4 separate regions of the Rattus norvegicus genome follow, and regions 1, 2 and 3 are each linked to region 4. Evidence: chromatin contacts called from public Hi-C data. All regions are on one chromosome and are shown on one strand. Each heading gives the region's core, a stretch centred on a gene start, on an enhancer-like site or on the middle of the called end of the contact. The rest is flanking DNA. Distances are from core to core; before and after follow the strand shown. Region 1 overlaps Fggy (FGGY carbohydrate kinase domain containing). Region 2 holds the start of Jun (Jun proto-oncogene, AP-1 transcription factor subunit). Region 3 has its middle 100 kb from the start of Jun. Region 4 holds the start of Fggy (FGGY carbohydrate kinase domain containing).

Region 1 (5,250 bases), core at 2,411-4,910, 320 kb before region 4:
ATATCCAACCTCCTGATGATGTTTATAAAACATCACTCCTCTATTTTACAAAGTTTTGAATGCACTTGCAGAAAGCTAATACAGTAATACTGACTTAACACAATTGCCTCTCACGTTTGTCAGCTGACTTGCTCAAGGCAACAGGGCACGGTTAAGGCTTAGACTTAAATCTTCCAATGTGAACTAAGCTCGAGTCTGTCCCCACTCCAACATGGGTCTCTCCAAAGTCTCTAGCGTTGTCAGAACAGCTGTAGCAGAGAGTTTACAGCATCAGCTTGTTCTTCTGTTGATGCAGCTTTTTAAAACGATTCATCATCCAACATTAATTACCTTCTCTTGCCGTGGTGGTGACGGCTTACTACCACTGGAAGGTGACCGTGAGAGGGCCAAGGGAAAGTTATCTTCCCTTTTTTCCTACATACTCTCCAGCAACTTGTTTTTGGTTGTGGTTGTTTTCCTTGTGCCCTTTAACCTCATGGAATGAGGCTTTTGTCATGTAATATGATTCAGGGCTTCTCAAACTGGGATGTTGGTTGGACCTGCAGTGGTCACTTAGGAGTTCAGGAGACATTCCTTTTTCTCAGAACAGAAGGTTGTCTGGCCAGCTTCGGTTCAAGAATCATCTACGACACTAGCTATTTCATCATATGAAGTATGTTCCTGGGTCATGTTTGTTTCATTTGAAATAAGGAGGCCTACCGGGCAAGGTTAGCTTATGAAATTTATTTAATCAGCGTGAGAACACTGGCCTAAACTTTAGAATGCAATGTATACACAAGGAACAGGAGTAGCCGTTGTAAGGATGAACATAATAGCAATGACTACTACATTCAAAGATGAAATGAGACGGGTTCAGAGTTAGGAGTCCATGTCATGTATTGTCATCCAGCTATCAATCATCCTAATTAGTTCTTCCACTAAATCTGTTCTTTTCCTTTTTAACTCTTGACCCAAGCTATAATATACATTTACATTTATTGTTCCACCCTCTTGCCCACTCAATTGTAGATGTGATGAGGATTTTACTTGTCCAAATACTTAGGACTGTTTGCTTAATGAATGAAAAAGATTTCCCAAGCAGCATTTCTGTGTCTGGCTGTGTTAGACACTAGAGATAGGGAAATGACTTAAGCAAAATTCCTACCCTTGGGGCCTTTACATAAAGGGTCTTTATCAAGGACAAAAATGAAGAAAATGGGACATCTACCACCAACTCTATCGGTCTAATGGCACAGAAGGACTTAAACCTTAAGTGGTGTCCCAGCGCAGGGCTGGGTACTGATAGCTCAGAGTGCTAAGAAGGAATTAAACTGACACTGTTAAGGCCACAAACAGAGTTGAAACAGCCTCCTTCAGCAAAAGGTGAGGGTTAAGGCAGGGAGGACCAGTTCCCTGTCTTCCCAGAAGAGGATGTCTGCTGGTGAAACCAGAGGTCAGAGTCCCAGATAGAAAGCCAAACTCGAAAAGCATCCTGGGCAGAATTCTACCTGCAAGGGCTGACAGAGAGTCTGTAGCAAGTCACCAGACACTGTCAGAATAGACAAAAGCACCTCCCCACCAGACAGACAGTGTACCAGATGTGAAGATACAGAGCACATGGTTATAGCTGTCCAGCCAGGCTACATTGGCATTATTTTATCAAGCATTTTTAGGTATCTAAAAATTCACTCATTATTCCCTGTTAAATCATGTGACTCAGCCCTCGTGTTCAGCAGGGACTTTCCAGGGTGTTCTACTCTGAGGAAGGATAACAGGAGTGATGGGTAAGTGGGAGACACATGCACATTCTCTTACATGTTGGCTTTGCAGAGGTCCCACTGCTTAGCATGTATGAAAATCTGATCCTGACAGTGTAAATACGAAGAGACGAAGACACAAAGAGGAGGACCTCTTGGTCCAGGTCACAACCAGAGTCACTCAGTGATGGCATACACTACAGAGCAGAGACTCATAAGGAGAGTGGGGAGCTGGTGTTGGTGTGGACTGGAGAGAAGGCCGAATCCATCCACAGTAGCACTGTTTTCTATATGGTTGGCGCTCTATAATGAGTGCTTCCCTTCTTAGCCAGCTCAGGCTATGCCTATGGAGTTTTACCTGTTGGCTCATCACACACTTATCCAGCTCTTAAGACTGGATAGGACTGATTAAAGTTGGAACTTTATTTTGGAAGCTCAGTTCAGTGAGGTTAGCACATGCTCAGTGTACCAAGAGAAAACTTACAGAAGTGGGTTTCAGCACTTCGTGGTGAGCCAAGCCTAGTGCGGGCATCAGCATTCTTATCTGAGCTTCACCTCTACTGCCGGTAACTCAGAGAAACAACTGTGTTTGCAGGTCACCATTTTTGGCAAAGTGCCATCAACACTGAGCCTTCAGGGGATGGCTCTGCAGATTAAGTCAGTCAGTAACGAAGACCATAATTATCACCTGTACATACGGAATACATCTACTCTGCTATCCGTTTTAGGATGCCCTGGAAAACAGAGTCCCATCTCCCCATCCTACTAGAGCGGGTTAGAATCAAAAGTGTCTGTTGTTTCTGAGGAGGGAAGCCAAGCCTAAACGTCCAGTTCAGGACTGCTCGCACATGTCTCCTCTTGCAGTTATCTCACTGGCTCGTCAAGGTCCCACTCCAGCAAATGGCAGCAGGCGGAAGTGGCCTGGCCACAGTGGAAAGAACTGCAGCTCCTCAGCTCTGTTCTAAACCCAGGCTCCTCTAGACCAAGGTGCTAGGCGGCTACAAGGAAGCAGAGAGGGCATGAGGTGGGCTCAGCACTGAGCTAAGGTAGGCTGTGCACTTCTCTCCTTCAGTGGCACCGCAGAAGATTCCTTCTCCAGACCGAAATGTTAGCGTGTGCTGTTGTGCACCACAGTACCTTGTCCACAGATATGCTGTAGAGAAACAAACTGCTAGCAGTTTTCCCGGAACTCTGAGATAAGGCACTCCCTTTCTGCTGCAGGAGCTCTCACAGGCTTAACAGATTTTGTTGTTGCTTTCATTCATAGGCTGGGTTAGTTTACGCCTCACCTTGTTAGTGTAGGGGAGGGGAATAATCAGTTCACCACTCTTTGTTTGCTTACTTAAACAGGAGGCTGTTCTACCAGCCCTAAGGCCAGTCAGGCTGTGCTCCTTACAGACCCAGTGTTCTCTCCAGTACTGCAGACTTGGAATCCTTCCCCAGACTAAACTCATCTGACAGTGTATTCCGTCACTCTCACTGGCACCTCTACAAATCATACTACTCTGCCGCTTGGTCTGAAATGAACATTTCTGTCTACCCTCCACGGCCACTCACTGTGGAAGCCATGCATTGAGCTCCTACTTGTGTCCACGACTGGCGGGCCTGCCAATCATGCAACAGTACACTGTGGTTTCTGGTTATTGCTTTTAGATCTCCCCTCACTGTCAGATCCTTGGTGGTAGGAACACGGTTGTGATTTCTTTCTTTTCCTTTTAACCTAACTTCTACTTGGCATGCTCGAATGCTCGGATTTCTTCAGTAGAAATTCCATTTCTTCATGGGATTAGGGATAGAAACATTCCAACTTGTGTACAAAGTGTGAACTTGAGTAAGTAATTTGCTTTTCTCTCATCAGCCAGGCCAGGGGCAATGTAATTCGGAGTGAGCAGAGCAGTGCTGGGTAAGTGCGGCTGAGTGAAGACTGCCCAGGACCAGGCTACAGGAGTAACTTGGTGACGCAGCATTTCCCTGGCACAAGGCTCTAGGTTTGATCCCAGGCATCACAAACAGAACCTATCATACATACATGTAAAGTGCTAACCCTGACTGTATAGTCAGCTAATCCTTATCAACTATAGGCTACATCAATTTGTCCTCTACATTAAGGGATGACTCATGCCAGTGACTGGGCCAAAGATTTTGAACGTTTCGTCTCAATTAATTTCTTCGACAACCACATGAGGTATATACTCCAGGATCTGAGTTTTCAAAGAGAGGAAACGGGTTTAGAGAGGCGAAGGGGTTTGTCCAATACATAGTGATGAAATCTGAACTTGGGACTTGAGTTTAGCTTTGTGTGGTATCAGAATCTGTGCTCTTATTTACGATGCTATTTCTTATGTGAATTATACTGTGTAAAGTAAAAAGGAGGAGGTACCAGACGAGGAAAATAAAAAGTTCCTCATAATTCCCGGGAAGATACTTGATAAGCTGTAATTCCGGGCTGGCAACCACTAATACTCTGAGCACTAAATGTATTCTTTAAAATTACAGATTGGAAACACTTAGCACATATAACATATCATCTCCAAATAAAAGTGTTTCATGGAACAGTAGCAGCTGTCCAGCTAGGGGGAAAAAACATATCGCTTACTGCAGTTTATAAAACTTCACAGCAATCTGACATGAAGGTTGTGTGTTTTCAATTGAAGGATGCCAAGTTCAGCGGCCTTCCTGTGGGCTTGTTTACTGATACTTGATACACTTCAGCATCTGCTCCCCTTCTTGATTGATGTGGGACTTCACGTTAGCACTCCGCTCACGCCAGACGGGTAAAGAGATTTAGTACTTAGCCTACCCTTCTCAGCCAGTAACGCTGCTCTGCTAGAAAGGAAGCGACCAGCCAAAGTTGCACACGATTCATCCACCAAACTGGAGGCCCCATGACGGCCCTGGGAAATCCACAGTCTTGAACCCAAGTTTCCATTATCAGCCAGGAGAGATAAAATAAATTCTGGTTTTATAAAACGCCCAAGAAGAAACTGATTTCTGAGTTAGTGTGCAAAGAAATGTTCATTTTAAAAAATTGGTACCAGGGAAGATGTCATCTCCTACAAGTGGTGGCATGTGCCCTGGATGCCATGAGCAGACACCACATGACCTGAAATGCTTCCCAGTTCTGCCTTCACTATGTGACGTTCCATCAAACCAATCCCCTTAGTCTAGTCAGAGACAAACTGCCAGATCCCATACATGTTCCTCGAGCCTCCCACCAGGCAATGGCTGCAGCTGTAATGTCTCTCAGGAATACTTCTCTAGTACTTTTCTCCAGTCAGGCTCTCCCCATGTTTACACAGCCTGCCTGGTAGCCGAAGGCTTTGAATATAAAGATGTAAGGACTTTATTTTATTGAGTACCTTCTTTGTAGACAGTTTCTGACTGGGACTTTTATTCCAGTGGCATATTCAGTCACTTACTATAATCACCCTTAAATGCCAAATGGATCTGAGTGACCTACAAATAAACAACTTGTTTGTTCTCTGAGCAAAACCACTAAGATCAGGGTAAGCGG
Region 2 (4,736 bases), core at 596-3,095, 500 kb after region 4:
TGCAGCCGGGAGTGAAAAAGAGCTGGCAGGTTTCCCACCGATACCAGCTGCTATTGGGTTCTGAATACTCAAAAGGCAAAATATCTTAAGGCACAAGGGTACAAACCCTGAGCTGAGTTCTGAGGCAGCAAAGTCCAAATTAGAACCTAGGAACTTAAAGTCCAACTTTAAACCTCAAGTCCTAGGCTGAAGGGCGGCTTAGGGAACAGCTGGTTCCCGGTCCTTTCCTACCTCGCTTAGGAAAATACACTGGCTCCTGCCAAATCACAACCCAGTATCCTCCAAATCGTCCCACCCTCACCCCACCCCACCGAAGGCCTGGGGTAACTCCGAAGCTGGTAGGGAAAGGGGCACCAATTGACCACCTTCTAGTCTCAGAGTCAAGACTAATGCCTAGCAGCCCGATGTAGTGGATGGACCTCATCCACTCTACTTCTAGATGAGACCAATAAAGTTCAGAAAGTTCTGAGATTTGCACTTTTGCCCTGGGAGAACCAAGCTCGCCACCTCTTTAGTCAGTCTTAAGGGGTAGAGGGTGGAGGGCGGATAGCAGAACCTTAGAAAAGAAACAACTTACATGTGTCTAGCGCTTCCTAGAGGCCGCACAGGATATGAATCCACCATCGAGCGGGGAGGGGATTTTTCAGTCTTTCTACCAGGGACTCCTGCTTAAGCACCGTGACTCGGGGCGAGTCCGCAGCTCTCAAGGCTTGTTTTCCCAGAAGCAAATCAGGGAGGGAGGAAGGGCGGGCGCGAACTGAGTGTGCGCGGGGCTGTGTGTATGTGCTAGTGCAGGCGAGCGCTGGGGTTTCCTGAGTTTCGAACCTTTATATGTTGCTTTCCATACCCCAAGGAGCCGGGGTGGCATCTTTCACACCTAGAAGGGGGTCCCTCCGAGGTAAAGCGAACCCCTCCCGGCACGTCCCCAGAAAATGAAGTGTTGTGCCGGGGACCCTGGTGAATTCATTCCGAGCACAGCAAATCTCTGGTTTCCAGCACAGCACACTGCGGCGCAGATCCTTCTCCGAAACTAAACTTCCATGCGCACTCGGCGTGGGAGGGCCACTCTCAAACCCGCTCAACTTCAACCCACTTGCCGCTCCCGCACCCGGGGCGAACACAACCATATTAACCCGCGTCGCTCTGTCTCCCGGAAGTGCGGGGGTGCGGAGCCAGCTTCAATCGCCCAGATCATTCAGCCCTTTCACGGGTGTGTTCGTGTGTTCGTGTGTGTGTGTGTGTGTGTGTGTGTGTGTGTGTGTGTGTGTGTGTGTGTGTGTGTAACCTCTACTCCCACCCAAGCCCTCCGCCCCAGGCCACCAGCGCGTCTCCCCAGCTTTCTGGATCCCCGCGTCTCGGTCTGGGTCCCCAGCCCTGAACTTGAGCCCGCCTCCGACAGACTCCGCAAGGGTCCAGCGGACCCGGCAGCCTCCGTCACTAGACAGCCAAACCAAGACGTCAGCCCACAATGCACCGGGCGGGCCGGGAAAGACGCGCCGGGGAGGGAACCCGGGAACACAAGCCGGAGCAACGCGCGGGAGGGGGAGGGAGGTGGAGAAAGAAGGGCCCAACTGTAGGAGCGCAGCGGAGCATTACCTCATCCCGTGAGCCTTCGCGGGCCCAGAGAAGAATCTTCTAGGGTGAGGTCTCCATGGCGACGGGTGGGCCCGCCCCCTTGAGAGCGACGCAAGCCAATGGGAAGGCCTTGGGGTGACATCATGGGCTATTTTTAGGGATTGACTGGTAGCAGATAAGTGTTGAGCTCAGGCTGGATAAGGACTCAGAGTTGCACTGAGTGTGGCAGAGACTGCCTAGCTGGAGAGCGCTCAGGCAGACAGACAGACGGACGGACTCGGCTAACCTGGTCGTCCGCGGACTCCGGGCTGTTCATCTGTTTGTCTTCATTTTCTGACCAACTGCCTGGATCCAGCGCCCGCAGCTCCTGCACCGGTGTTTTGGGGAGCACTTGGAGAGTCCCTTCTCCCGCTTTTCCCGGAGAAGAAGCTCACAAGTCCCGGCACTGCTGACAGCATCGAGAACGGCTCCGGACCGCGCGAGGAAATAGGCGAGCGGCTACCGGCCAGCAACTTTCCTGACCCAGAGGACCGGGAACAAGTGGCCCGGAGCGAACTTTTGCAAAACCTCTTCTGCGCCTAAGGCTGCCACCGAGACCGTAAAGAAAAGGGAGAAGAGGAACCTATACTCATACCAGCTCGCACAGGCGGCTGAAGTTGGGCGAGTGCTAGCCGCGGCTGCCTAGCGTCCCCCTCCCCCTCACAGCGGAGGAGGGGACAGTTGTCGGAGGCCGGGCGGCAGAGCCCGATCGCGGGCTTCCACCAAGAATTCCGTGACGACTGGTCTGCGCCGCCGGAGAACCTCTGTCGCTGGGGCTGGTCCGCGGGCTCCGAGGAACCGCTGCTTCCCGAGAGCGCTCCGTGAGTGACCGCGACTTTTCAAAGCTCCGGATCGCGCGGGAGCCAACCAACGTGAGTGCAAGCGGTGTCTTAACCCTGCGCTCCCTGGAGCGAACTGGGGAGGAGGGCGCAGGGGGGAGCACTGCGGTCTGGAGCGCACGCTCCTAAACAAACTTTGTTACTGAAGCGGGGACGCGCGGGTATCCCCCGCTTCCCGGCGCGCTGTTGCGGCCCCGAAACTTCTGCGCACAGCCCAGGCTAACCCCGCGTGAAGTGACCGACTGTTCTATGACTGCAAAGATGGAAACGACCTTCTACGACGATGCCCTCAACGCCTCGTTCCTCCAGTCCGAGAGTGGCGCCTACGGCTACAGTAACCCTAAGATTCTGAAGCAGAGCATGACCTTGAACCTGGCCGACCCGGTGGGCAATCTGAAGCCGCACCTCCGAGCCAAGAACTCGGACCTTCTCACGTCGCCCGACGTCGGGCTGCTCAAGCTGGCGTCGCCGGAGCTGGAGCGCCTGATCATCCAGTCCAGCAATGGGCACATCACCACTACACCGACCCCCACTCAGTTCTTGTGCCCCAAGAACGTGACCGACGAGCAGGAGGGCTTCGCCGAAGGCTTCGTGCGCGCCCTAGCTGAACTGCATAGCCAGAATACGCTGCCCAGTGTCACCTCCGCGGCACAACCTGTCAGTGGGGCGGGCATGGTCGCTCCCGCTGTGGCCTCAGTAGCTGGCGCTGGCGGCGGCGGCGGCTACAGCGCCAGCCTGCACAGTGAGCCTCCGGTCTACGCCAACCTCAGCAACTTCAACCCGGGTGCGCTGAGCAGCGGCGGTGGGGCGCCCTCCTATGGCGCGACCGGGCTGGCCTTTCCATCGCAGCCCCAGCAGCAGCAGCAGCCGCCTCAGCCGCCGCACCACTTGCCCCAACAGATCCCGGTGCAGCACCCGCGGCTGCAGGCGCTGAAGGAAGAGCCGCAGACGGTGCCGGAGATGCCGGGAGAGACGCCGCCCTTGTCCCCCATCGACATGGAGTCTCAGGAGCGGATCAAGGCGGAGAGGAAGCGCATGAGGAACCGCATCGCTGCCTCCAAGTGCCGGAAAAGGAAGCTGGAGCGGATCGCCCGGCTAGAGGAAAAAGTGAAAACCTTGAAAGCGCAAAACTCCGAGCTGGCGTCCACGGCCAACATGCTCAGGGAACAGGTGGCACAGCTTAAACAGAAAGTCATGAACCACGTTAACAGTGGGTGCCAACTCATGCTAACGCAGCAGTTGCAAACGTTTTGAGGACAGACTGTCAGGGCTGAGGGGCAGTGGAAGAAAAAAATAACAGAGATAAACTTGAGAACTTGACTGGTTGCGACAGAGAAAAAAAAGTGTCCGAGTACTGAAGCCAAGGGTACACAAGATGGACTGGGTTGCGACCTGACGGCGCCCCCAGTGTGCTGGAGTGGGAAGGACGTGGCGCGCCTGGCTTTGGCGAGGAGCCAGAGAGCAGCGGCCTGTTGGCCGCCACGCTTTGCGAACGGGCTGTGCCCGCGCGACCAGAACGATGGACTTTTCGTTAACATTGACCAAGAACTGCATGGACCTAACATTCGATCTCATTCAGTATTAAGGGGGGTGGGTGGGGGCTTACAAACTGCAATAGAGACTGTAGATTGCTTCTGTAGTGCTCCGTAAGAACACAAAGCAGGGAGGGCTGGGAAGGGGAGGGAGGCTTGTGAGTACCAGGCTAGATTGCGGATGAACTCCCCTGGCCTGCCTCTCTCAACTATGTATGTACATATATTTTTTTTTAATTTGATGAAAGCTGATTACTGTCTATAATAAACAGCTTCCTGCCTTTGTAAGTTATTCCATGTTTGTTTGTTTGGGTGTCCTACCCAGTGTTTGTAAATAAGAGATTTGAAGCATTCTGAGTTTACCATTTGTAATAAAGTATATAATTTTTTTATGTTTTGTTTCTGAAAATTTTCAGAAAGGATATTTAAGAAAACACAATAAACCATTGAGAAGTAGCCCCCAACCTCTCTGCTGCATTATCGATAGATAATGAGAGCTAGGTGAAATGACAGCTGAGTGTCTGTATGCTGGGGTGAGAGCCTGTAGTCCCTCCCGTCTGGTTGTAGGAATAGACACCCTGCATGCTATCATTGGCTCATACTCTCTCTCTCCCCAGCAACCCACAAGTCCAGACTGTTGACCAGAAGATGGTGCAGTGTTTCTTAAGGCTGGAAGAAGAGGGTGTTGCAAGGGGAGAGGGACAGCCCACTGGGAAAGCAGACGCTTGAGTTGAGAGCCATATCAAGTAGC
Region 3 (4,826 bases), core at 599-3,098, 400 kb after region 4:
TCCCCAAGTAACACCCAAGATCTCAGCCTGTCCTCATTCACTGAGCCTCTGACAGTGGTAAGTTCAGAGCACGGACTGCCCATCTACCCTGCACTGATCGCAACTCTACAAGCTGACAGTGTTGCTGAAATCCACCTTCTGCATTAGGGAGATAAAGGGCAGAGAGGTAAAATCAGGAATCCCAGTCTTCCAATAAGTAAAGCTCGGATCTAAACCTGGGTGGTTGTGATCCTAAGGCTGAGGAAGGCACAGGCTCAGCTGTGGAGGGCTACTTAGGGGAGGCACAATACAGACAGAGATGTACAGCCTGGGCTTCAGGCAGTAGAAGGGTGGAGGTCATGGGGATGGATCAGAAAGTCTCCCGGAGCAGACAGTGGCCTTCTTCTGGCATCCAGACTTGACTCGGTTTTCTCCAGGTTGATGAGCATGGAGCAAGGGAAGGAAGAGAGACTACGAAAAGGAAAGGAGGTCTGAGGCAGACAGGTGTGAGGCTGCTGGGGTGGGATGTGGTCAGCTGAGGAGAGAGAGATCTGGGTATGTAACACTTAGGATAAAGAGGCAGGAGGATCATGAGTTCAGGTCTGGGAGTTGGAGGGATGACTCAGCAGATTCGAGTTCTTGCTGATCTCCCAGAGGACTTGTGTTCTCCTCCCAGCAACTAGCACAAGGCTACACATAACAGCCTTTAATTCCAGTTCATATCTTTAGAACTCCTTAGGCACCCACACACATGTAGACCATGCTTGCTCATTTATGCGCGTGTGTGTGTGACACACACACACAGAGAGAGAGAGAGAGAGAGAGAGAGAGAGAGAGAGAGAGAGAGAGACTGTTTTTTTTTAGGAGTTCAAGCTACTTGGGGAGTTAGAAACTAGTCTAGGCTATACAAGACCAAGCCTCAAAGAGAGAGAAATGAGATGTTGACCCAAGGTATGAGGTGAGCCAGTTACTTCTGGAAGCTGCAGGGTCCTCACCGGTACAGAGTGCATAATGCCTGCTTTACAAGTTTCTCTAAATACTAAATGAGATGCAGGAATATGTCCTGACTCGGTGCTATTCGTTATTCACCTCATAAAACTACTTCCCTCAATAAAAGTTTTTAAATGAGCATATTTTTACTTATGCTCCCAGGAGCACTAAGAATCTATCTCATGATTAGTCATACGCCATAACAATATAATTAATAATAATGTTAATTGCTGCTGATTGAAGGCACTAAGTGCTTAATATGTATAATCTATTATCTAATCTAACCCTCAGCACGTATCTAAAAGATAGGTATCATTACTCCCATTTTATGGGTGAGGATAATGAGACCGGGAAGTTAGGAAATGTGCGCAGGTCACCCGCTGGGATAGGTCTGGCCTTTCAGAAAAAAAAAAAAAAAAAAAATTGTGCATCCACCAAAAGGCCAAAGTGGGAAATGCCCTGCCTTTGGAGTTCATGTTGGTTTTGGCTTTCTCTCTCATTTCTTTTTCAGAAAGAAAGCAAACATTTTAAGTGTCCACCGAGGAAGAAGCAACCTTACAGATGAAGAAGAGGGGGTCCGAGCGCAGATGCCCCCAGCCCTTTCCTCCCCGCCACCCCCTACCCCCACCCCAGGACTACTGCTGTTCTGCGGAGGAGCCAGGTCCCTGCGCTGCCCCTTCCCACCGTGGGTGGCTCCCAGCGGCAGGGAATCACATTATCTGTTGGGAAGGCGTCCAGCACCCTCCTCCTGCCAGCCAGTGTTTGCTCAAGGCCTAGCTCTTCAGAAACTGAAACCGGCAGCCGGGGCTGCCAGCCTGAGGACGCCCGCGGGCGCTGCCCAGGCTTTACCTTCTATGGGGAGGCCCGCGGCGGGCGGAGCGAGCCGGCGCCGCTGACGTGGCCGCCCTGCCCTCGCCCAGGGCGCCCGCCTCCTCAGCGCCGGGTGTGGGAGCGCGGGGCCCGGAGAGCGCAGTGCGCGGGCGTGGGAGCGCAGGAGCGGCCGGCGTCTGGTGCGGGAGGCTGGGGTGCGGAAGCGCGGGCGGGGCTGGCGGTGGCGGCCGTGAGGGCTAGCAGTGGAGGGCAGGCGAGTAGGACGTGGGTCTTAGCGCTGGAAGAGCAGGAAGAAACTAATGTCTGGTCTTTATATTTGGTGACGTGGATCGAGCCTAGGACCCGAGAAGAGCTCAGAACATGGTGACAGTGTTACTGTCCTTGCCCATCCGATAGGGGAACAGTGTGCCCTGTGAGTTTATGAATTTTCTTCCTTCAGAATGTTTAGGTACAGACTGAAGGAGATCAGGAGATGTGAGAGGGTAAAGGCTGAGAATGGATAGGGACACAAATTTGCTGTCTCCCAACTGATGAGATGACCTCAGAAAGCAGTAGCTGGATTACAATCCAGAAGGCAAATTTAGGAAAGTACTTTGTAAACCACCGATTTAAGACAAAGGTCCCTTTCACCTTCAGAGTTCCTTCAGCCATGTCCTCTTACTTCACGATTCGAGCTACTTACCAAAGTAAATAAACCCACAATTCGCTTCCTAAATAATTAATCAAAACCCAGAAGTCACTCAACACGTTTTCAGTAAATATTCACTGGGAATGTCTAAGTACCAGTTGTGGCCTGGTGCTGTGCTGGATGCTCCGGGGTGGGGGTGGGGGTGGGGGTGGGGGTGGGGGTGGGGGTGGGGGTTGGGAGGATGGACAAAAGCTATGTATGTCCTCATGGAGTACCCAGACTGTTGGACACAGAAAGCGAACAACTTAGATATTGACATCCAACTAACAAAAGATACGATGTTTCTACAGTGGACAGATGTTTTCAGTCTAAAGTATATAAAGGTGGCCTGCCTTTCTCCACTGTGGCCTCTTAAGGAGAGAGAGAAAATCTTGGCTCTATATATGAGTGCACACACACACACACACACACACACACCACAGTATTAATTCTTTGATGGATCCAGCAAGTCCAAGTTCCTGCCGCATCATGAAAGCCTACAGAGAGACCCTGTGGCTTGACTCCTGTTTATGTGTCCCTCCTCATAAGAAACTCCTAACAGATGTCTTCAATTCAGTCCTTGGTGAGTGGCTAAGAGGATGGGCTTTGAAGCCAGGTGACAAGAGTTGACTTCAAGGCCTTTCTCAGCAGTCCTCTAACCATGGGCCAAGTACTTGACCTCTGTGTCCCTACATTCCTGTTCCGTAAAGTGTTCCGGGTAATGCCTAGTTCACAGAATTCTAGGCATTAGAGACAGTGCTTAAAGCAGGTGGCAGGCATTCGGTGTGTGCAGCAATGCTGTGGTGCTCTCTGCCTAGAGAAACCCTTCTCCCCCTTTCTCTGCTTGGATAGCATGTATTTATAGTCCAATGTCACCTCCTCTCTGGAACCTTCCTTGCTTTATTGGCAAGGTAATTGGATGCTTTGTCTTCTATGTTCCCAACTCTTTCATGGTACCTTAGAGGACTCTTCATGCTGCAATAAGGTTTTTTTTTAATGTTGTTTAAGTGTTTTCCTTCTTTATTTGACTACAAGTTCTTAAAGAATAGGGACTGTATACAGTTTACTTCATCTCTAAGAAACCAGGCAGTCCCCAGAACAGAGTGAGCACTTGACACCATCTTGAGTTAATGGGTGGACGGGTGAATGGATGGGTGGATTGATGATGATGGATGGGTGATAGGAGAAGAAATCCTCCCAGGATTGTACAATTTGAGGCCAGAGTCTGTGTTTAGTTTATGTGTCATTTGTCACATTTTTTAGTCTCTGGTTTGCCATCTGAATCTTGGAATAAAAGCACTATATATTTGGGGGTCAGAAGTCTAGGGGAAATATATACATGACAGCATACAGGCCAACACTCTCCAGAGTCGTACTTGGGCTCTAGTCCCAGCTCTACCCCCTGTTAACAGGATGATCTCTGGCCAGTTCCTCACCTTGCTAAAATGGAGAAGGCAGAACACACAAATGGGCTGTTCCAAAAAATCAAGAGATATTCTTTGTAAAAGCCTGGGGCACAGGGTATATATTGAGAAATAAAAATTACCTCCCTTCCACACCTACCCCCTTGTCTGTTCTCCAGACACACAAGCCTGGACGCCCAGTACCCAGGACAGCTGTTCAAATGCCATATCTTGCTCCAAGTGACTAATGCCACTTAAGCCACGGTTGGAAAACTGACTCCAGAACCAAGTTTAAACTTGAGTGCTGAGTTAGAAGCAGGGAATGTGGCTGACTGGCTGATTTAATTAATAAGGACACTTTTGAAAGAGAGCACTTTTAAAACCAACAAACATTCCAAGGAAATTGAAAGCAAGAGCTAATCCACGATTTCATGTGTGGGTTTCTCGTGTGACCGAGAGAGTCCTTACGTAAAAGAATGAATAATAAGTCATCCACAGCCACGTGAGTCTTTCTTAAACTCTAAGAGCAGTGGTTAGAGTCAGCTTTGGAATCAATTAGCCAGTTAATTGAGGCACAGTGTTGTAACAAGCCTTAACTGTCCTTCTGCTCTATTGTAATATATTCTAATAAACTATTCAAAATTCCCCAAGCTATGCTTATCAATTACTAAGCCAACAGCTATGGTAGAGAAAGGGCTAGAAGATAGCTCTCTACTGGACCTTGAATATTATTATCATATCACACATGAAACCCCCAATCATGCCCCACCTTCTTTGCTCTGATTTTGAACAGGCTGACATGGGGGCACTCAGGGCCTTGTGGACTGGGCTTGTCCATTGCCAGGGAACACGGGCAGCAGAACTCAAAGGGGAAACCTGAGAGTGCAGAAGCTTGGGCAGGACCCGAGAGACACTCTCCAAGAGGGTAGGAATCTTATTAGCAAAACCAAGGGCCC
Region 4 (5,201 bases), core at 473-2,972:
TGTGTGTGTGTGTGTGTGTGTGTGTAAAATACTCCCTGACTGATTCTTTAAGGCCAAAATTAGTCAGAAAACATAACTCAGAAAATGCAAGAAAGGAAAATTACAAATCAATATCCATTATCAACAATGATACTAGAATGCTTAAAATCTCAGCAAATGGAATCTTAACTATACAGTTAATTATATGCCAATCACTCCTCAATAGGACTGCTACTTACTACCCAGCTGAGAACACCTCTCTTCCTGTGATCATCTCAGAGTTAGATGGTCTCTATGGCACAGTCCAGACAAGCAGCCATCTCAGACTTTCCTTGTGCTTAAGAGTTTAAAGATAGGGCTTTGCCCAAGCTGTTTTGTTGTTGTTGTTGTTGTCATCGTTGTTGTCTTTTAAAAAGCTAATAATTGACTGTGGTTTTTAGATAAAGGCTATAGAAAAGGAACTAAATTCCAGAAGACAGAGCCCACCAAAATTCATCACAGCCTGAGTGAGAGCCTGGACTCCTTCCCAAAAACACAGTGTTCCACCTTCTGGGTTTTTTCCCTTCTCCAATCTGCAAACTTTGACTTCCTAATCCTATGCCGCTCCCCCCTCAAAAATAATCATCCACAGGCCCTCCTCACCCTTATTTTCCACCCCCCAACCCTGTGATAGTCAGTAGCGGTCCTTTGGGGCGCTCACTAGTACAGCCAGGGTAGAAGCTTTTAAGTCAAGATCAAGCATGACAGCTGCATTAACAGGACACTGCAGAAGACAGAACAGCAGCAGCCACAGCTAGCAACAGGAAAGGGAACATCAGGACTCACATAGCTCACAGTGAAGACCAGAAACCCCTTAAAAAGAACAGGAAAATGAAACGAGACAAACCTACAAATCCACAAAGGCAGTAATTGTTCCTTACTCTTCTGCTCCCTAAAAGCACAATCCAATGGGACCTTTAGAATTGACACTTCCCATTTGATCTACGGATCAAACTTGGCCATAGCTTGCCCTTTAATTAGGGGAAGAAGTTGGAGCTAACAAATAAGCAATGCCCCAGTGAAATGCTCCAGTGACAGAGGAGTTCCCCTACAGTGAGTGTCTCCATCCTGAAACGGACAGGACCAGGACGTTCAAGAAAACGGAAAGATTCCCCTATATCCCTGCTAGTCTACAGCCCTGTAACAAGACAGATGGCATTATCCCTTTTAAACTGACGTCGCATCAAACACAATCTCCACCAGCTCAGCTTCTAAAACCTTAAACAGCTCCAGTCCTGAAATGCCTTTACACTGACAAACTTTAATTCAAAGACTTAAAATGTTTAGAGAATTGCCCCCAAATTTGGTGGGGCGGGAGGGGGCGGGGTTGCAAAATTCTTTCTGGGAGAAAGATAAACACTTTATTTAATTAACTGTAAACTACTCAGGGAGATAGGGCCTTAGGCCCCAGACATCTGTGGGGCAGTGGTTGGGATGCAGTAAAGGCCTCTCCCTTGGGCAAGACACCTCACCCAGAATACACTGGAAACTGAAAGGCGAGCAGATGGCCTGGCTGGAGCGAGACCCAAAGGTGAAGGAGGGAAACATCTAGCAGGCTAGAGAAGCTTTTTGTTAGGAGCCGGCTGAGAGCCTGCGTGCCTGCAAGAGCCCCTGGGAGGGTCACTTACTTGTCCAATATGAAATCACATTCTAGCTAGCAGGCCAGCAGGCCACCAAGCACAGCCGCACCGCACCCAGCAGGGCGGTCCAAACAAGCTGTGACTCCGCCTGCCTCTGTGCAGCCACTCCAGCAACCCTTGTAAGGCGTATCCTGATTGGTCCTTTGAAACGGGCACCAGGAATGGTCAGTACTTGTGAGCCCTTCCCCTTCCCGCTACACTGCAAGTCCTGGCTTTGCGTTTCAAACTCCTTAGATCGCTGCCTGGACTTTAAAGCCTCTAAGGCAACAGAGACTGCTCAATCTAAGCAATCCCCTCTGAGCGCCTTCTCTCCTAGCCCATCCTGCAGTATCTAATGGACTGTTAAATCCCTCGGCTGAGCACCAGGGTTGCTTGTGGGCTTACAATTCCTCGAACCCTTTATACCCAGTGCTTTTCAGGAATTCTCTCACTTCATCGTGTGCTCTAGTCTTTGAGGTAAAGATTACAGTAAATCTCAAAGAAAAATGGGCCCCTGCCTTTGAGAAGTTGACGGACGAGTTGATACTGACCTTTCCAGTAAGCTACATGTTTTCCATCCTTATCGCTAGACACTGAGAGCCCAAAACCGGTTTGGGTTTTTACTGGAGACTATCCCAAGTTGTGAAGGCCAAACCTTCTGAATAATAACAGGGACTTCCTGAAACAGACCTAATGTATTTATTATGTTAAGACTGGTATCCACATGACTTGAGAGTAAGCAAGTGATCTATCTCTCTTGGTCATCCAGGTGAGAACTCTGTCTTGGTGAGGCTGAGGCCACAGGATTAGTCCTGCACCCTGCTGCAGGTCTTGCTTTAGATTTAATTTCCTCTACACAAGCAGTCTCAACCTGCTTTGGTGTCCATATCTCAGATATTTACATTATGATTCATAAGGATAGCAAAAGTAGATATGTGAAGAAGTAGCAAAAAAAAAATAATTTTATAGTTGAGTCATTACAACAAGAGGTCACTACAAAAAGGGTCTCAGCTTTAGGACAGTTGAGAGCCACTGATCTACACTACGACTGCGTTTCTTGGATGCTTAATACACAGAATACATCGTCCCAGCTCTTTCTTAATATATCCCAGCAATGGAACATTCCTGCTGCTTTGTGGACTGTGGTCGGGTGTGAAAGCATAAAAGGTCTCCTCTTTGCTGAACATAGATTAGTGTGCTGGCCTGAGTGGATAGCTGTCTCTAGTCTTTGGTATATTTGCTATGTTTTTTTTTTTTTATTTGTTTCCTCTTGAATAGCATACTATCAGTAGCAAAAGTCGCCTTGTGCCTGGGCCCCCAGCAGCCATTCTAAACTATAAAACCACACAGAGGAAAGAAACATGGTGAAAAGCTTGGGTTCATAATGCAGTGTAGACCAGACCAGGGGGAGTCCAAAAGACCCTGCAGCTCACCTACCACTAGAAATCGGGTGACTAACCTCTGTTGTTGTAAAAATATAAAAATAAAAAAGAGTAGAGTTGTCTTTTACCCCGCTTAGGTCCGCACCGCGGTGTCCCAAGATATCTGCTAGATATCTTGGCGGAAACACAGCCCAGCCGCACACTTTCCTACACTCAACCCCTCACATAAAAGAACACACAACACAATAATCTTTGACCCAATTGGTAAGATATAATTGTCCACTTAAACATATTAAGCCCAGTGCCATCCATCCCTTGAGAACATTAATAACAACCTGTAAATACACAAAGCAGAATCTTAACATCACCTGTCATCGCTTCTCCCCTCTCTCCGTCTCATCTCTCCTCCTTTCTCTCCTAGTCTCTTCCTCTTCCTTCAAACTTCTCTCCCGCCCATCCTTCCTTCTCCTCCAATGATAGGCCTCCTTCTATCCTGTACCTGTCCCTCACCTGTACTTTACAAATTCAATGGGGAGGTGGTTCTGGTGAAGTCACCTGAGTTCTGAGCACATGACTAGGCAGCTGTCCTTGGGGCAGTGGAATTAGCATCAAAATACAGATAACTTCAGGGCAAACCACAAGAGACCTCTACTACGCAACCCTCTGAAACCACATCACATAAATGTTTTGCAAAAGGTTGTATACTTAATACACACAATACATTGCCCCAACTCTTCCTTCATATGGCCCAGAAATGGAATGTGCTTATTGCCTCATGGAATATGGAAAACACCCATTTCACGCTACAACTTATGGGAAGAAATAACAAATCCTGAGTACTTCATAAAATACTGACTATGACACGAGGTGGCTGAAAAACAGAAGAGAAAATGACACCACGTGGAAGGCAGCAAGTGCACGGTTGACCTTTCTTCATTCACAGTCTGATCTCTGAAAATCTAACTCACTCCAAGAAACCAACATCAATCTCATTGGAACACAATGTTCCCAGTGGCATATTACCTCCCACAAGTCCTCGCAGCTTACAGGTTCTGCCACTTGTAAACATCGCTGCACTAGGGATCAAGCTTCCTGCATGTGAATCCTTTAAAGACTGGCTTGAAGCATAACTAGACCACAGCTGTGGAGTTTACAGATATACACACATGCCGCTCACTCTTATATTACACATACGTAGTCACATAACTACAAATTAAGTCATGATACAGAAGGATAAACATAGACACACACATACATAGGCACACTGATAGAAATCACACAACCATATGTGTAGCCAAACACGCTTTGTACAACCATATTTGTATAGTCTTATATTGCCACTTCAGACTCACATATCAGACACATAGAAATCCATATAATTATTCAGAGGCACACAAGCACATAAAGTTAGAGATACAAAAAAGCATGTGTACACAAGTAAACAGATTTATGCATAGACATAGGCATGAATACATAACATCATTAACATAAACAATTCCCATCCGTTCTACATGACAGACTCTGTTAACAAATGTTCTACAGGGAAAAGAAGAATGAGTTCCCTTTTTGCAAATGTTCATTGTTTTCATTCAGTAGTCCTCGAGAGTTTGATGACAATATATAGAAGTAAAATGAAATGTGCTCTTCATCATTTTACTTCTATATATTGAGAGCACACTCAGAAATGATAGTGGCATCTGAGTGTTAAGGTCTGTCATTATAAAAAATTAATGACTTTTAACCCTATTACATAACATATGAACCAGAATTCCTCTTGGATCATATATTCTGAAATATTTATTACTCCCATCTCCTTGAATAGTTTGAATGCCTCTGGAGTGGTAAGTAATATAAAGACTTAGGATGGTTCATTATTAAAGATTATACATAATTCTTTTCCTTGCCTGAAAAACTGTAATTCAAGTTTGTTGAAACAAATAGCCACTTTATTGGTTCACATAATTGGGTGATTTAAGAAGAAAGTGAAACTCAGAAGAGTCATCCAGGAATACCAATTATGTCTTAAATGACCATTTATTCTCCAGGTTTCATCTCCTAATTTCTATGATTGCTCCACACTCCAGTGGGATCACGCCACACAGCAGAAAATGTGGCAAGCAAGTGTTTTAACGTCACCATCCATCATGAATCTTGGTGGGAGAAAGATGGTAGTATCTTCACA

What was found. Hi-C and Micro-C count contacts between places; a contact is called where the count stands out from the background.
Region 1: a Hi-C map of frontal cortex shows a contact between it and region 4, with 2.4 times the contacts expected there. The contact joins the enhancer-like site here to the promoter of Fggy in region 4. A contact is called at or near these places in 4 of 12 Hi-C or Micro-C datasets (the A7r5 cell line, frontal cortex, mammary epithelial cells and 1 more).
Region 2: a contact with region 4 is called in a Hi-C map of Schwann cells, with 4 times the contacts expected there. The contact joins the promoter of Jun here to the promoter of Fggy in region 4. A contact is called at or near these places in 7 of 12 Hi-C or Micro-C datasets (the A7r5 cell line, Schwann cells, frontal cortex and 4 more) and 1 of 1 datasets of contacts at active chromatin or transcription factors (oligodendrocytes).
Region 3: a contact with region 4 is called in a Hi-C map of the A7r5 cell line, with 1.6 times the contacts expected there. The contact joins the enhancer-like site here to the promoter of Fggy in region 4. A contact is called at or near these places in 3 of 12 Hi-C or Micro-C datasets (the A7r5 cell line, the Rat2 cell line and Schwann cells).

The regions. Positions count from the first base shown.
Region 1 is chr5:115,837,486-115,842,735 of GRCr8, reverse strand. All of the region lies in intron 14 of Fggy (FGGY carbohydrate kinase domain containing), which reads right to left. Among named protein-coding and RNA genes, the nearest start is that of Hook1, 100 kb to the left of the region's middle. Within about 2 kb of position 3,660, at least 8 of the 93 cell types and tissues checked have an H3K27ac peak or open chromatin away from gene starts, as enhancers often do.
Region 2 is chr5:115,010,102-115,014,837 of GRCr8, reverse strand. Jun (Jun proto-oncogene, AP-1 transcription factor subunit) reads left to right here and starts at 1,845. Exons shown (of 1, transcript NM_021835.3): 1 at 1,845-4,736. The coding sequence starts at 2,703. The coding sequence ends at 3,707. It overlaps LOC100911221 (a long non-coding RNA gene), which reads right to left and starts at 1,583. Exons shown (of 10, transcript XR_010051917.1): 1 at 578-1,583.
Region 3 is chr5:115,113,038-115,117,863 of GRCr8, reverse strand. No RefSeq gene overlaps it. Among named protein-coding and RNA genes, the nearest start is that of Jun, 100 kb to the right of the region's middle. Within about 2 kb of position 1,848, at least 88 of the 93 cell types and tissues checked have an H3K27ac peak or open chromatin away from gene starts, as enhancers often do. A contact at or near this core is called in the A7r5 cell line and Schwann cells, where this site is marked.
Region 4 is chr5:115,511,098-115,516,298 of GRCr8, reverse strand. Fggy (FGGY carbohydrate kinase domain containing) reads right to left here and starts at 1,722. Exons shown (of 16, transcript NM_001013932.2): 1 at 1,647-1,722.